Regions from separate parts of the Mus musculus genome. Here regions 2 and 3 are each linked to region 1. The links are chromatin contacts, called in public Micro-C maps. All regions are on one chromosome and are shown on one strand. The core of a region is the stretch at or near the end of the contact, and the rest is flanking DNA. Distances in the headings are between cores, read along the strand shown.

Evidence for each region. A called contact is a pair of places that touch in the nucleus more often than the background predicts.
Region 2: a Micro-C map of embryonic stem cells shows a contact between it and region 1, with 5 times the contacts expected there. The contact joins the promoter of Gli2 here to the promoter of En1 in region 1. A contact is called at or near these places in 2 of 39 promoter capture datasets (embryonic stem cells and pre-B cells), 2 of 484 Hi-C or Micro-C datasets (both in embryonic stem cells) and 1 of 9 other capture datasets (liver).
Region 3: a contact with region 1 is called in a Micro-C map of embryonic stem cells, with 9 times the contacts expected there. The contact joins the promoter of Inhbb here to the promoter of En1 in region 1. A contact is called at or near these places in 1 of 39 promoter capture datasets (pre-B cells) and 2 of 484 Hi-C or Micro-C datasets (both in embryonic stem cells).

Annotation. Positions count from the first base shown.
Region 1 is chr1:120,600,768-120,603,996 of GRCm38.p6, reverse strand. It overlaps En1 (engrailed 1), which reads right to left and starts at 1,510. Exons shown (of 2, transcript NM_010133.2): 1 at 76-1,510. The coding sequence starts at 964.
Region 2 is chr1:119,051,951-119,055,179 of GRCm38.p6, reverse strand. It overlaps Gli2 (GLI-Kruppel family member GLI2), which reads left to right and starts at 1,561. Exons shown (of 14, transcript NM_001081125.1): 1 at 1,561-1,878.
Region 3 is chr1:119,420,491-119,423,719 of GRCm38.p6, reverse strand. It overlaps Inhbb (inhibin beta-B), which reads left to right and starts at 1,472. Exons shown (of 2, transcript NM_008381.4): 1 at 1,472-3,093. The coding sequence starts at 2,634.

The DNA.
Region 1 (3,229 bases), core at 261-2,760:
CTCTCCCGGGCGTGACGGCTTGAAATTCTAGAGCATGGCCTGGACACATATGCACATCCCGGCTCGGGTACTCACCAGAGGACGGACGGTCCGAATAGCGTGTGCAGTAGACCCAGGCGGGCCACACTAGGGGTTGCTGTGAGTCAGTCTTGACCACCGGCCCACCGTTAGCCGAACCCATGAGTAGGATCGCAGGGTTGTGTTCCGGGAACTTGGCGCCCTGCGCCCCGGGACTCCCCGCGTTGCCTCCACTACCACCGCCACTGTCCGAGGGCTTCGAGGCTGCTGCCGCCGCTGCCGCCACTGCCGCTGCAGCCGCTGCTGCGGCCGCGGCCGCCGCAGCAGCCGGGTTCCCGGCTTTGGATGCGCCGGCGCTGACAGCGGTGGCGGGCTGGGAGCCGTCGGGTGGGCCACAGTTCGCATCTGGAGCACACAAGAGCGAGGCAGCCCCCGAAGCTCGTGTGCCCAGAGAGTGAACGGGGTCTCTACCTGCACCAGTCTGGCCTCGGTCACGCTCCACGCGGCTTCCTCCTCCTGCTGCTGCGCCTCCTCCGGCTGCAGCCGAAGCCACCAGGAGCTGAGGCAGGGGCTGTTCCTTTTTGCAACCGAAATCGGGCCTTAGGATGTTATCGATGAAAAAGTTGGTGGTGCGGTGCAGCTGGGCCGCGGGCTGCGGCTGGTGAGCAGGCGCCGCGAGATGCTGCGGTGGCGGCGGCGGCGGCGGCGGCGGGGGCGGGGGATGCGGGGGGAGGTGCGGGTGATGGGCCAGGGGCGGCAGACAGGGTGCCGCAGGAGGCGACGGGGGCGCTGGCTGCGGGGACACCGGCACGCTGTCTCCATCGCTGCCGCTGCTGCCGCTGGCTCCTGGGCTCAGACTCAGACTGAGGCCGCTCGGGGCCGCCGCTGCCACCGCGCCGAGGCCCGAGTCGCGCTGACTTTTAGGCTCCGGCTGCTGTTCTTCCATGCTCGGCCGCCCGGCAGCCCTGGCCGCGGCGCCGGCCCCCGCCCCCCGCGCCTCGCTCCCCACCCCACTTTGCCAGCGGGCCCGTGGGGGTGCGCGGAGAGGAAGAAGGCAAAGCGAAGCCTCAGCGAAGGCACAGGGCGGATGCAGGCGGAAAAAAGAAAGGCGAGCGTCTGGCCTGGCTCTCGCCCGCTCTGGTGGAGCAAATCTCGCTCTCTCCCTCTCTCTAATTTGTAGACATCCAGATACAGTGAAGACACTTGGCTATTATTTTCTTTTCTTTTTCTTTCTTTCTTTTTTTTCTTTCAGCAACAAGATTTCAGTGATTGGTCTTAATGGGGGGATAAGCCACGGCTCAGAAAAAAAAAAAAAGAGGGGAGAAAAAAAAAGAGAAAAAGGAATTTTTTTTAAAGCTCCGAGACTTTTTCCTTAAAGGGAAAAAAATAATCTTTAAAGTCTAGCCATCTTCCTAGGCAGTAGAGGGGTTTGACTTCCCCAGTGTCACGCTCAGCTGTGCCCAGAGAGCGAGGCTGGCAGCGCCTTTAATCGTCTTTGCTTTTTTGCAGGGAGAGCGCGTCTCCGCCAGTGCCGGGCTCCCTTTTCCCCCCTGAAATCTCTGACAGCTCGGATCTTTGCACAAACTCTCTCGCTTAAAAAAAAAAAAAATCACCCAGGCACACTTTTTGCCTTCAAACCGGAAGCACGTGAGTCAGGGCCGCACGTGTGTGAGACCAATGGCGAGCCAGAACTCGCGCTGACACTCAGGGTTCGGCCCAATGGGCGCGCGCGGGACTTTGCGGATAAATAATCCGGGGGCGGCGGCCGTGGGTGGAGAGGGGGTGCAGAGGCTCAGGCCCCGTACGTCCGGCCTGCCCTGCCCCCATTTGTGCCCACGCCCCTCCCCCCTTCAGATCCGGACTGAAGAGGGCATGAAGAGATCCGAGAAAGCTAGAATTTGGGATGTAGACAGATAAGAGAAGCAAGTCCACAACTTGTTGGAGAAATACAGGACTATGGGTTCGTGTGTGCTGGGAACAACGAGAAGCGGCAGGGATTTGGGATACCATACACCCCCCTCCCCATCCCCGGTCGCCGATTTAGTTTATATTCTTATATTCCCACGTTCTCTCTCTGTCTCCCCCCCCCCTCTCTCTCTCTCTCTCTCTCTCTCTGTGTGTGTGTGTGTGTGTGTGTGTGTGTGTGTGTGTGTGTGTGTGTGTGTGAAAAACCAAGAGATCGGGCATGAGCGAAAGACTTAGGGCTAGCTACCTTCAGAGGTGTCGTTTGTTTCCCACTAATGGCAAACCCAAGAGGCCTGCTACACCTTGCTGGCACTGTTGGTTTGTGTCAGTGGCTAGCCACACTGTCGCTGAGAGATTCGTAACTATGCCCTTCCCTGTCTGGATCACCAACACCCACAAGCTGTCCGGACGCTGTGGAGCCACGTCCAGAGGCCATAGAAGAGCCCTAGTGCATTCTGCCCTTTTCTTCCTTGGCTAAGGGAAATCCGGATTGCCCTAGCCCGGTAGAGTTGTCTCAGAAGAGCACCTAAGCCAGGCGACATGATGTGCCTCCTTGCAAGGCCTAGGTTTGGGTTTCAACTTCAGTGAAACCTCTGTGTTAGATTTCCCTGCAAAGTAAAAATCAGAACAATAAAACTACCGCGCTTCAAATGTTTGCCTTGGCCGGCTGAAGATTCAACAACGGGTTACCCTAATTCTAAGCTGAATTCGCTGGAATTGCTGCCCACTCCTGGGCATCTTGGGGTGGGGCCCTGAGCACTTTCGCCTCCAGTCGCTTCCACGCTGCTGTATTCTGGGCATTTCCTCTTTTCCCGAGTGAAATACCTCAAAAGTTTTTCCTCAACCCAGGTTAGAGAGTGAAGGGTGATGCTGGACGCCGGAGAGATTTCCTGGAGAGCTGTTTTGGAGGGTCGGGTACGAATAGACTGTTGAAGCCTTCAGTCCAAGAAAGCCTTCCACAGAGGAGGCCTTTCCCACCCAATGTCCTGTTGGAGATCCTGGCAGAACTACACTTCCCTGATCACCATCCCCAAATGTCATAGTTTCTGACTACCTCATAAGAGTTACACTCTCTACCCCTAGTTAAAAAAAAAAAAGTAAGATTTTATTTACACAGAGGCTAGATTGGGAAGAACATACAACCAAACCCACCAGTCTAACCGGAGCAATGATGCAAAGTTTGTCCTGGACGAAGAACAGAATTCGCCTTTTGCTTGGCTGCCTCTCAGGCTCAGCCGAGAATCTC
Region 2 (3,229 bases), core at 312-2,811, 1.5 Mb after region 1:
GCATTTGGAATGCCTTGGGCTATTTCATAAAATAGATACTGACTTGCAGAAACAAATAAAGCTAAGGGAGAGCCCACGGTGTAAACTGTGCCGTCCACCAACAGTGATCCAATCAGTGAGTAACATGGGCTGAGAAGGAGCTTTCTCTAAGGCAGGGTGGAATTGGTCTGGAGGCTTGGTTCTCTTGCTTTGAGAAGGAGGGGCTCGAAAGAGATGTGACCAACATTCTCAACAGGACACCTCTATTTAAATGGACCGACCTTAGATTATTGTGGGCAAGTTTCTAAGCGTCCTCAGGCATCAGTCACTCCACCTTTAAAAGGAGGATACCCTATGGCAGGCTAAGCAATACAAAGGAACTAGACCTCAGGAAGAAATATAAAGAAGTCCCGCGGGCAGCTTTCTAAGAGCAGAGCCCAGGAGAGGAAGCTGAGTCCCATGGCTTGGGAGGGCACGGCCATTTGCTGCCTGCTTGCTTCTTGGAGTGGACAGTTCTGGACTGTATGGAAAGCCGGGGCTACTTAAGCAAATGCTTTCATGAACAGCCTCATCTACACTTTGGCCTGCAACTTCGGTGAGCCTAATTCTTCCTTCTCCCTCTGATTACTTCCATCTGGCTGCAGCAGCTTCAATGGAGTCTCCGGGATTAAAAAAAAAAGAGAAAAAAAAGAAAAAGAAAAAGAAAAAGAAAGAAAGAAAGAAAGAAAGAAAGAAAGAAAGAAAGAAAGAAAGAAAGAAAGACCCCTCTCACTGCAAAACATAAGCAGCAAGCCTAAGGTTGGCGTCACTTGTCGCCGGCGTGCTCTCAGATGGCGGCGTGAGCGAGCCATGGCGAGGGGCGCCTGGGACCCCGGGCACCTGCACTAGCTGCCCGGGCGACGAGGGCCTGCGTGAATCCAGTCTTGCTTCCCAACCCACGTGTCTTCCTTCTGCTACGGCGCACAGAGGATCCGGGAGTTTTGGGAACAACCAGCGGAGGGCTGAGGGGGTTGGGAAGAAAGGGGGAGTTCAGATATTGAAACCAGCAGTCGCAGCGCCCGAGCTCCGGAGCTCATCTGACTTGAGTTAGCAACCCCCCAACCCGGCGCCTTAGAAAAAGTGTTTGAGACTGGCGTGTGCTCCTGTAGCTGGAACTTTCTGGTAGGGGTGCTTTATTTCCTCCGAACTGGGTTGGAAGAATCTGCGATAGTCCCAGCTCTTCTCCTCCAGAGTGGCGTCTGGGTCGTCACCCCCCACCCCCACTCCCTAACTCCTGGGTTCTCTGGTCCCCCGCTGGAACTTTCCGAAGGGGTGCTTTCCTTGCTGGAGCTGAGGTGGGGGAGAGTCTGTGTTCGCCCGCTGGCAATCCCCCTCCAGGGTGGTGTCCCCCCACCCCCAGCCTCAGAGGCAGGGTGCACGCGGCGGGGCGGGCAAGCTAAGGACGCGACGATCAGGGTTTGCCCAAGCTCAGCGCGCGGGGGCGCTGCGCCATCCCAGAGACGCTGATGGATTGCATGAGTGCCGGCGTTCGCCAGCCGAGGCAGCACGGCTCCGCGGACTTTTTTTCAAACTCCTCTCATCAATGAGACTTCGAGGAGGAGCGGGAGGCGGCGGCGGCGGCTACAGAGGACGCGGAGGAAGGCGAGGAGGAGCCAGAGGAAGGAGCACGGGTCGTGCGTAGCATCGCAGCCGCCCGGAGCTGCTGGCCTGGTGTCCTTAGGGACTGCCCGAGTCCCCCGCCCGCCTTGGTCCCCTCCTCTGCCTGGCCAGCCCCGCCCCGGCAGCCGGAGCCCCCGCACTCGGCAGCCCCACTCCAGCCAAGTTGGGATGGGGCCCTGCAACCACTGCCCGGCGCCCGAGAGGCCACCTGCATGCTAGAGGCAAACTTTTGTCTCCTCGGTAAAGTTGCATTGGCCTTCCCACCCTTCCTTTTTTCTTTTCTTTCTTTCTTTCTTTTTTTTTTTTTCCTCCCCTTACTCTTGGTGGCGAAGCACTTCCTAGCCTGGCCAGCTTCGGCTGAGATGCTGTGGCGGTCTTGGAGTGTCTCTCATCCGTTTACCGGAATCGAGATCGTGACACTGATTTTAGGGGGGCCGGCTAAAGAAGGCAACCCTGATTAGTGCCCTGGTCCAGCAGCGGCAGGGCTTAAGGAGGATCTTGGGGATCAGAACTCGTGGCCGGGGTCGATTTTATTACCACAGCCCTCCACTTGAGGGGAAGTGCTTCTTGTTCTTGGGTTGCTCGGGTAGGCCGGTCTTTGACCGGTGGTACCGCTTGGAGCCTGGAACTGTTTGGGGGCGACGTGGGGGCTGGGGTGCGCCGAAGCTCCCTTAGATGGGCAGCTGGGAGCGCGCCTGTGGGACTGTGCGGTGTGCTGCAACCGCCGCCGGCCACTTGGAAACTTGCAACTCTACTTCTCCGCGCTGCGAGTCCGCGTCCAGGAGCCAGTCTTTTCTTTCTTCCTTCTTTCCCTCTCGTTGAACCCTGTTGCCCCTTCCCTCCGCCGCCAGTCTCTGGACCTCGGTTCTGGCTTCCTTACCTTTCTCTCTTATCCTAGGTCTCCAGATCCCCTTGACTTCCAGAATGGATCCACGCGTAATCCTTCGCCGAGGGATCGGTTCCCCCTACTCCTCGCTTTCATCCTAGCCCCCACTTAACACCCCCCAAGCAATCTCTCAACAAGTATATTTGCTGAGGAATTTGAAAAATCCACTACTGCAACTTGATCTGTGTGTGATGGATGAGGAGCGGCGCGGACAGAGTTGGGCGCCAATCCTATTAAGGGTTTAGAGAGAGGGGAGCGTTTTTTTTCCTCCGGGATTGGGGGTGGGGGGAGGGACCGTGTGCTTGAGTGAGTTCGAGAGGGCTCCCGCCGCGCCGGGAGCTGGAAGTCCACCCAACTGGGCTCCTTTTCAGCCCGGCAGCAATTGCTCTCATTTCCTAGGAAACCTGACTTTTAGAGCTTGAGGACACTAAGGATGGAGCCCTTGCGCTTCACCTCGAGTGACCTGGCTACAGAGACGCAAGGAGTTTGTGGGGATCCCCCAGGGCGCCTCTCCTTCCAGGCTTTGTGTGTGTGTCTGTGTGTGTAACTGTCCTGTGATTCCCAGAGCCGATCCCAGTTGGAGCAGGGGTAGGAGAGACTTCTCTTGGTAGTCTCATCCTTCAGAGACTGGGAAGGGATGGGTTCTGTACCTCTCTGTTCCCCAGCTGGGGCATCCTTCATCTTGCTGTTCGGTGGCCGCACGAT
Region 3 (3,229 bases), core at 223-2,722, 1.2 Mb after region 1:
ACTGCTGTTCTGGCTAAGGTCCACAGGGTAGGGTTGTCTTGGGAAGTTGGGAAGCAATGGATGTTGGTGGAACGACCCCCCTCCCCAAGTCTGAGGTGTCTTTAGGGAGGGTTGTCCCGATTCCAAAGAGAACCATCCATGCGTCTACCTCTCAGTCTTGCCTGTCGTTAGGTGAGCCTATTGTGGGTAAGCGTCCTGGGAAGGGGGGGGGGGGGCTGTTTGCAGGCAATGTGTTCTGGTCTCTGGGAACTGTGCCCCGTGGGCATTGTCGTCCCAGACCCAGGTAGGGTCGGGAAAAGAGACAGAAAGAAGAGGGTACATTTGCAGTTCTCTAGTCAGTACTGGGAGTCAGACTCCCACCCATTACTGGCAGCCAGAAGAGCGTCCCAGAACCATCTTTATATCCGCTTCTGCGAGGTTGGTTTAGTCTGTTTGGACCTCCCAAAGCACCAGTGTGGTGCAGGTATCACAGTGCCCCTTTACAGCCGAGAGAGAGAGAGAGAGAGAGAGAGAGAGAGAGAGAGAGAGAGAGAGAGAGAGAGAGAGAGAGAGAGAGAGAGAGAAAGAGGCAGGGCAAGGTGAGGTTGGACTGGATTCAAATCCGGTAGTACCTGAGCCCTTCATTAGAATCTGGGTTTGTCTGAGGCCAAGTGTGACAAGACACGAATGGGACAGTGGAGACCCCAACAGTCTGGCAAGCCCTGAGCCTCCAGAGACCTTGGGTCCTCAAAGATGGGTTCCCAAACAATGCAGGTAGACCCTCGGGCCAACTACAGCAGAGCTGGCCAAGCCTCCAGCAGCCTCCGCTTCCCTTACTCTTCTAGCCCAGGGGGTTAACCCATCGCCCATTGGGACAGCGGCCTCGGACGCTAGAAGAGGGCGCTGTAGCCCGAGGGTGGCATCCAGCCGCACCTCTTCTCTGCTGCATTCGAACTTACTCCCCACCCCCACCTAGCAGATTGGATAGCGAAAGATCGTCCCTTGAAGGCTCTAGGGGCAGCTGCGGCGAGAGAGGGTCGCCCGTCCCGGTTGTGAAAGGCGACAATTTGGGACGGGGGCGGGGGGCGGCTTTCGTGGCCCTGAGTAAGGGGTGTCCAGAAGCACCCGGATCCTACACCAGGAGCGTGTCGGTGCCATTTATCCATCGCCCCATGGGGCGAGGGTCTGGAGCACTCACGTGGTGGGAAAGTTTCGAGGTAGCAAAAGTGGCCTGGCATCGCGGGGGGGGGGGCGCAGGGTGGAGAGAACCTTCTTGCCCCTCCTCGCCAAGGCAGAAAGGGAAAGAGCGGAGGGAAGAGGGGGTGGGAGGAGGATCAGGCAGCAGCGACCTGCAGAATCCGCCTCCCCCTCCGCCCCCGGGACGCCCGAGTAGGGAGGCGCGGACCGTCTCCTCCCGCACTGCCCGGACGACACTCCCCCTCCCCCCTTTTTTTCCTGCCAACGTCTATCTCAACGCGCGCGCACATACGGAGATTGTGCGGCTTTTTTACCCCTCGGGAAAAAAAGAACAGGGAGTGGAAAGGAAGAGAAGGCAAAGCGAAGAACTCCTCGGGCGCGCTCTGCACTCCGAGCCACGGCTGGGCGCGGGGACGCTGCTGCCACCGCCACCGCCGACTCGCTCTCTCCCCGGCCCTGCAGCGTGTGCCAGTGGGAGCGCGAGCCAGGGCACTCGATTCTGGGGACACAGAGAGACTTTTGGCCGCCACTGCCGCGGCAGGCAGAAGAGACAGCGGCGAGAAGGGCCCTGCCACCGCCTTTCCCTCCTCCGCCGCCCCGGCCGGCCCGCTCAGGCGGCCAGGCACAGGGAAGCAGGGAGGAGCAGAGGCCCAGGAGAAGCGCGCCGCGGCTCGCCCGCCCGTGGATGCGGCGCCCGGGGGAGCCTGGAGACAACTTTGCCGGGTGACGCGCTGGGAGGACTGCAGGGCCCGCCGCCCAGGAGGGCTCGGCACCTCCTGTAAGAAGGGCCCGCGCAGCGGCGCTCCCCCGCACAGCTCTCTCTCCTCCCGCCGGCCCGGAGCAGGGGAGAAGGACCTGCCCATCACCGCCGCTGCCTCGGGCGGCCGTGTCCTCGCTGCGAGCAGCGACAGGGCGAGGCGCTCAGGTGCGGTCGCGGGGCCCCAGCCGCAGCGCCCTCCGCAGCGCCGCGCCCGGGGTCTCCGGCACCTTCGCTTCAGTCTCCAGAGCGACTTGCGCCCGCTGCCGCCTCTTCCCTCCACCTTTCCAGCCCGGCCGAGCCAAGCCACCGTGCCAGCACCGCTGCTGCCGCTCCTCGCTTTCGCTTCACCCCGATCAGGGGGCTGCGGTGGCCCTCGACGCGGAGAGGATGGGCAGGCTGCAGATGCCTAGGCGCCCCGAGTCGTCAGCGCGCCACTGACCCGGCGGTCCCCCCCACCCCCTCACCGCCAGCCCGCGTTCCCTTCTGGTCCCCGCGGCGCCCCTTCTCGGCCGCGCGGGAACCCCCGCGGCCCGGCCGGCCCCCTCCCCCTGCGAGCCGGCGGCGGCGCTCCCGGCAGGCGGGCGGGCGGAGGCCCGGGCGGGGGCGGGGCGGGGCGGTGCGCCCAGAGCCCGGAGCCCGGCCCTGAGCTCGCTTCGCCTCGCCTCGCGGCGGGCGCCCTCGTCGCCAGCGGCGCACCATGGACGGGCTGCCCGGTCGGGCGTTGGGGGCCGCCTGCCTTCTGCTCCTGGTGGCCGGCTGGTTGGGACCCGAGGCCTGGGGCTCTCCCACACCCCCGCCGTCGCCCGCTGCGCCGCCCCCGCCCCCGCCACCCGGAGCTCCGGGTGGCTCGCAGGACACCTGTACGTCGTGCGGTGGCGGCGGCGGCGGCTTCCGGCGGCCGGAGGAGCTGGGCCGGGTGGACGGTGACTTCCTGGAGGCGGTGAAGAGACACATCTTGAGCCGCCTGCAGTTGCGGGGCCGGCCCAACATCACGCACGCTGTCCCCAAGGCCGCCATGGTCACGGCCCTGCGCAAGCTGCACGCCGGCAAGGTGCGCGAGGACGGCCGCGTGGAGATCCCGCACCTCGACGGCCACGCCAGCCCGGGCGCCGACGGCCAGGAGCGCGTCTCCGAGATCATCAGCTTTGCAGAGACAGGTGGGTTCGGCCACAGGGAAGCCAGAGGCGGCCGCGATCCCTCCCTTTTTCCTTCTCCTAGGAAGCCCTGCTGCCTTCACCGCCTCTGCAGCCCGCACGCCCCGAGGGCATTTAGGCTCCGGGCAGAGACGTTCTG